Linked DNA regions of Anser cygnoides: region 1 is linked to region 2. The links are chromatin contacts, called in public Hi-C maps. All regions are on one chromosome and are shown on one strand. The core of a region is the stretch at or near the end of the contact, and the rest is flanking DNA. Distances in the headings are between cores, read along the strand shown.

Region 1 (2,700 bases), core at 36-2,535, 900 kb after region 2:
GGAAAAGAAAATGAATTTTTTAAAAGCATCGCTATTTCAAAGCAATTACAAATACTTCCTGGGTGCTTACCTCTCAGTTTTGAACAAGTCCTCTATCTTATAATTAGGAAAGCAAGGCATTCAGTTAAATTAAAAGACAATGAATAAAAATTTGAAATATATTTAGACAGAAGCCACGCCAGCTTGTAGTACCGGCTGCTATTCATTACTGGTAGATGTAGAATATTTTAATAACAAAATTTTAAACCTCTTTTATGTTGTTTTTCTTTTAAGGCCAGAACAATGCCTGTGAAAAACACAGATCAGTGAGCTGGATATGTTTATAAAAAGAACTTTGGAATATGTCTTTCATTTTTTGTTAATACTACTAGTTTAGCTTGAGACGAGCAGGTTTTTCTTTTTCTTGCTGATAAAATACAGTAGCATGAAGAACTCTGACATCATGCTGGTGAAGGATAAATCCCATAAAACCCTCCTCACCTCTTTACGCATGACAGTGGCATTTGGGAGCAGGGTACACACACAGCCATGCCGTGTACCTGACCTAATAATCCAGCAGTGGCCCGAGCAAGACTCTGAGCGAAGGAAAAGGCCAAGCATGGTGAGGGCAGCACCTCCCGGGTGCGATCAGCAGCCTGCAGACAAAAATAAAGGCACGGGATGACCGAGAGAAATAAATATGAGGAGCAGCTAAGGGAACTGGGGTTGTTTGGTCTGGAGAAGAGGAGGCTCAGGGGAGACCTTATTGCTGTCTACATCTACCTGAAAGGAAGGTGTGGGGAGCTGGGGGTCGGCCTCTTCTCACAGGTAACGAGTGATAGGACCAGAGGGAATGGCCTCAAGTTGTGCCAGGGGAGGTTCAGGTTGGAAATGAGGAGACATTTCTTCTCAGAAAGAGCAGCCAGGCGTTGGGACGGGTTGCCCAGGGAGGTGGTGGAGTCCCCGTCCCTGGGGATGTTGAAGGCGAGGTTGGACGTGGTGCTTAGGGACATGGTTTAGTGGGTGACATTGGTGGTAGGCGGGCGGTTGGACCAGGTGATCTTGGAGGGTTTTTCCAGCCATAAGGAGTCCGGGATTCTCAGATTCTAAGCCGGGCGCTCTGGGAGCCCCCACTCCCGGCGCCCCGCTCCCCTCACAGGGCTCGCTGCGGGCTGCGGGCGCTGCTGCCCCGGGCGGGCCGGACGGACGCGGCGGGCACCCAATGCGCTCAGCCGCTGCCTCCCCGAAGGGAGGGGAGAGAGCCGCGGCCGGGCCCAATGAGGCGGCGCCCGGAGCGGGACTTCCTCCGGGGAGCCGGCGGCGGCGGGGCAGCGGCGGCGACACGTAAGTGAGGGGCAGGGGGAGCTGCCTTTGTTCCCCTCGGGTGGCGGCGGCGGGGCCGGCCTCAAGGATAGGGGGCGCCTGAGGAGGTGGGCGCCGGGGATCCCGCGGCCCCGCTTCAGCCCGGACCCAGCGCCGGGGGCTGGGACGAGCCGGCCGGGGGCAGCCCCCTCCGGAGAGCCCCTCGCAGCCCCTCAGAGCCCCGCGGCCGCAGCATGCGGCTGGGGCGCCGGCCCCGCTCCGCCTCGCCGCGCCGGGCCCGCCGGCAGGAGGAGAACGGCCCGGGCGTCGCGGCGGTGCCCCGGGGCTGAGGCGCCCTCCCGGCCCCTCCGGCCCTCCCTCCGGCCCTCCCTCCCATGTCTCCGCCTCGTCGTCCGCCGCCTCCAGCCGCCCGCCGCTGAGCCGTGAGGGGCGGGGGGCCCTCGGGACCCCGCCGGGGGACATGGGCAACGGGATGTGCTCCCGAAAACAGAAGCGGATTTTCCAGACCCTTCTGCTCTTGACCGTGGTGTTCGGCTTCATCTACGGGGCCATGCTGTACTACGAGCTGCAGAGCCAGCTGAGGAAGGCTGAGGCCACGGCGCTCAAGTACCAGCAGCATCAGGAGTCCCTCTCGGCCCAGCTACAAGGTACCGCTGCCCTGCTGGCCCCCTGCCCGCGGTCCCCGTACACCCTCCTCTGCTGGGGAAACCCAGCTCCAGCCGTCCCAACGCTTGGGAAGTTTTGCTCCTTGCCTTCTTCTCCCCCTCCTCTCTCCCCGTGAGGTTTTGCTGTCAGGCCGTGGGTGAGACCCCAGCCCCACTGACGTCAGTGGCACGTTTCGCTGCCGGTTCCTAGAAAGCTCCGCTATTCCCTCGCCCCCGCACGCTTTCTGGAGTGCCTCTCGGTCCCAAAGGGTTGCACATCGCTCGGCAGTTCCTGGTATGAAAGGCAGGGATACTCCCGTTCATGTCATACAGAACGTGTCCAGTTCTGGGACTTCTGCGTGCCTCCGCGTTGTCTTAGCAGTACTAGTGGTGCTGAGCAGCTATTCGGCTGTAAAAAAGCAAGGCTACAGTTCCAGGAGGACAGCGTGAAAGTTAAATAGCTCCAGCAGGGTGAGGGATATTCTAATAAACGTTTTTTTTCAAAGGGTAAGTTATTTGGATAAAGGTATTCTATAACTGTTGAAACAGCCTTGATTTTCTTGGCTTAAAGCTGCCACTTAAATACAGATCCATACCTATCTTGGTTTGAGGTTGCACCAACGTGGGCTTTCGGTACTTGAAGACAAAAAGATGCCGATCTCTGACATGTGCGCGTCCGGAAATCAGATGCAAAGCGGCAAACATCTACGTGAAGCATCAGTACTGTAGGTAGGGCAAGACCTCAGCACCTCGC
Region 2 (2,700 bases), core at 154-2,653:
CTACACACCAGCTCTGGATTTATACAACAGCCCTGGGTTTACACACCGGCCCTGGGTTTGCACACCAACCAACCTTTCCCACCTGCAAGCCAGCCTTGAGCTGCCCCCTGCTAACCCGCGCAAGGCGACACGGCCACATCCAGAGCCCAGTTCAGAAAAACACACGGGCTGGGCTGTGACAGCGTCACCAGGAGCTAAACACGTGCGTTAATGGATTTAATTAAAGCTTTGCCCAGGGGCAAGTCTCTGGCGGCGGGCACCACAGCGCTGGGTACCCCAGCACCGCCCCGCTCTCTTTTTTTTGGTGTTTCCTGTCATCCACACCCCACCGGTGACCCTATCGCTTTCCTCACCTCACGCACCCCAAGCAGGGACGTGGGAGGGGGCTCAGCCCTGCAGTTTCCCGGGTCCCACAAAAGCTCGGCCCCTGCAGCCGGTGGGGCTGCAATCAATGCGCACAGGAATGCAGCGAACACTTTGCCCCGGGTTAAAGTTTTACTCTGAGACCAGAGCAAAGATTAGTGGTCTTTTTCTCCTCGTTTTTTTTTTTTTTTTCCTCTTCCTCCGTAGAAGGTGCATGTAGCGCCCATGTGAAGGCTGCCTGAGCGCCGTCGGTGACTCACTCGCCTTTCCTTGGCTGGCAGCTGTGAAAGCTCACCTGGGAGGCAGTGGAATTAATCACCTCCGGGGCTGAGTCAGGCCTTGGCGTGCCTCCGCTGGATGCTGCATCCATTGCCAGCTGATGATGGCAGTGCCCGCGCCCGAGACCAGCTCAGACCAGATTTTTGCATCGCTGTGCAAAGTTCGGCAAGTGCCCGCAGCAGGGCGGCGATACCCGACAGCATCGGCAGCACGGCGCACGAAAAGGGATGGCGTTGTGATGGTTTCTGGGCCGCTTTGCTGTGTTGTGTCCCCGTGCACGCCTACGGCACTCTCCTTCCCCGGCTGCCCGGGTGTACGGCTGCGCACCAGCAGGGCACGGCGGTGGCTGCAGGTCTGTGCCTGCGGAGAGAGACCCGCACGCATCTGGGTTTGCGTGTCCTCTGTGTGCACGTTATGCACGCACACAAAGCTATTTCAGAGCAGGTGCCAAGTGATGTTTAAATAAAGCACTCGTTTTCTAGCATCTTTGCTACACGTGCTGGAAAGGTTCCTTCTGGCTAAAGTTCAGCGAGGAGTTTGGGGGTTCGGCAAACGAATCCCCCGTGGAAGCCAAGACGGGTGCAGCACACCCAGAGCCCGGCTGCGGCACGTCCCCAAGCCCCCCGCACGCCACATCCCGGTGCCGCGGGGACGGCCAGAAATCAAAACTCAGCCTGCCGGCTGGATTTCCCAGGTCTCACCCCCTGTCTTCGGGGGGTGTCCCGTTCTTTCGTTTGTCCCCCCCCAAAATTTCAGGGGATTGGCAGTGACGGCTCTGGGCTGGTCAGACGGAGGATATAAGTGTTGGGAAGACGGGTTTCTCATTAACCCCGGAGGTGATATAGCCCCATCTCCCGCAGCACAAACCGCTTTGCTGCTCCCGCTGTCCCTCCTCCTGCACCGAGCCCTCGCCCCGCTCCGCAGCCCAGGACAGAGCCGGGAGGGCAGCGGAGGAGCCGAGGGATGGACAAGAAAAGCAAAATGCAAGCAGAGAAGGTAACCACGGCTCAGCACCGTCTGTGCACTGGAATTTCTGAGGGAAACCAGCACCCGGGGGTGGTATTTATTGCCCGCTAAGACCAAAACCAACAAAATTTTCCCCCTTAGTTATCTGGCCTGTGATGTTTGTGTACAGAGCAGGGGCAAAGGGGCCAAGGGATTATTTTCTGTTATTTTTAAGAACTTTGTCACCTTACGGGATAATTTCAACCGCGACGGAGGGAGAAGGTATTTGAAACGGGACTGCTGAAAAACAAAGTCTTGGCTGTTTTTTTTCCTAGCTGCTCTGCTCCAGCAGCGCTGCTGTGCCCCTTCCTGCTGCCGGCCCCCAGAAAGCCCCCAGGGACCAGCAGGGCGGTGGGCACGGGTCGCTGTATGTGGGGCAGCACCGCGTCCTGCCTGCCCCTGGGCTCTCCCTTCTCTTTGGGAGCCAGCTGGAGTGACCCCGAGGGCTCACCGGGATCCCGGGGGGGGGTCCTGGGGCAGGGCAGGGGCTGAGGCTGTTCTCTGCTCCCTCGGCAGCACCTCACGGGAACGCTGGTCCTCTCCGTCTTCACCGCGGTGCTGGGCTTCTTCCAGTACGGCTACAGCCTGGGCGTCATCAACGCGCCCCAGAAGGTAAGCGCCGAGCCGGGCTGCAGGGCTGGGGGCCTGGGTGTCACGAAAACACCCCAAAACACAGCCGGGGGGGGGGTTATAGACGTGAGCCGACGGCGTTTTTCCTCTTTGCAGGTGATAGAAGCCCACTACGCGCGCGTGCTGGGCATCGTCCCCCTGGACAGACAGGCCACCAACACCTCCGGGGAGGACGGCGCCATCCCCAGCACCATCCCCAGCACCATCCCCAGCACCATCCCCGGCACCGTCCCCGGCACAGAGGCTGGGGGCAGCGCTGAGGGGACGCTCGCGCCCCCCGAGGACCTCGCCGCCTCCCCGCACGTCCTCACCATGTACTGGTCCCTCTCCGTGTCCGTGTTCGCCATCGGCGGCATGGTCTCCTCCTTCACCGTGGGCTGGATCGGCGACCGGCTGGGGAGGTGAGAAGCAGCCCACCCCCCC

The links. A called contact is a pair of places that touch in the nucleus more often than the background predicts.
Region 1: a contact with region 2 is called in a Hi-C map of liver, with 2.1 times the contacts expected there. The contact joins the promoter of GOLIM4 here to the promoter of SLC2A2 in region 2. A contact is called at or near these places in 2 of 7 Hi-C or Micro-C datasets (both in liver).

The regions. Positions count from the first base shown.
Region 1 is chr9:22,912,009-22,914,708 of Taihu_goose_T2T_genome, forward strand. It overlaps GOLIM4 (golgi integral membrane protein 4), which reads left to right and starts at 1,286. Exons shown (of 15, transcript XM_013174659.3): 1 at 1,286-1,949. The coding sequence starts at 1,763. It overlaps LOC106032155 (multiple epidermal growth factor-like domains protein 6), which reads right to left and starts at 1,126. Exons shown (of 40, transcript XR_010833610.1): 1 at 763-1,126; 2 at 481-635.
Region 2 is chr9:22,009,891-22,012,590 of Taihu_goose_T2T_genome, forward strand. It overlaps SLC2A2 (solute carrier family 2 member 2), which reads left to right and starts at 1,404. Exons shown (of 11, transcript XM_048059337.2): 1 at 1,404-1,638; 2 at 2,164-2,259; 3 at 2,374-2,678. The coding sequence starts at 1,606.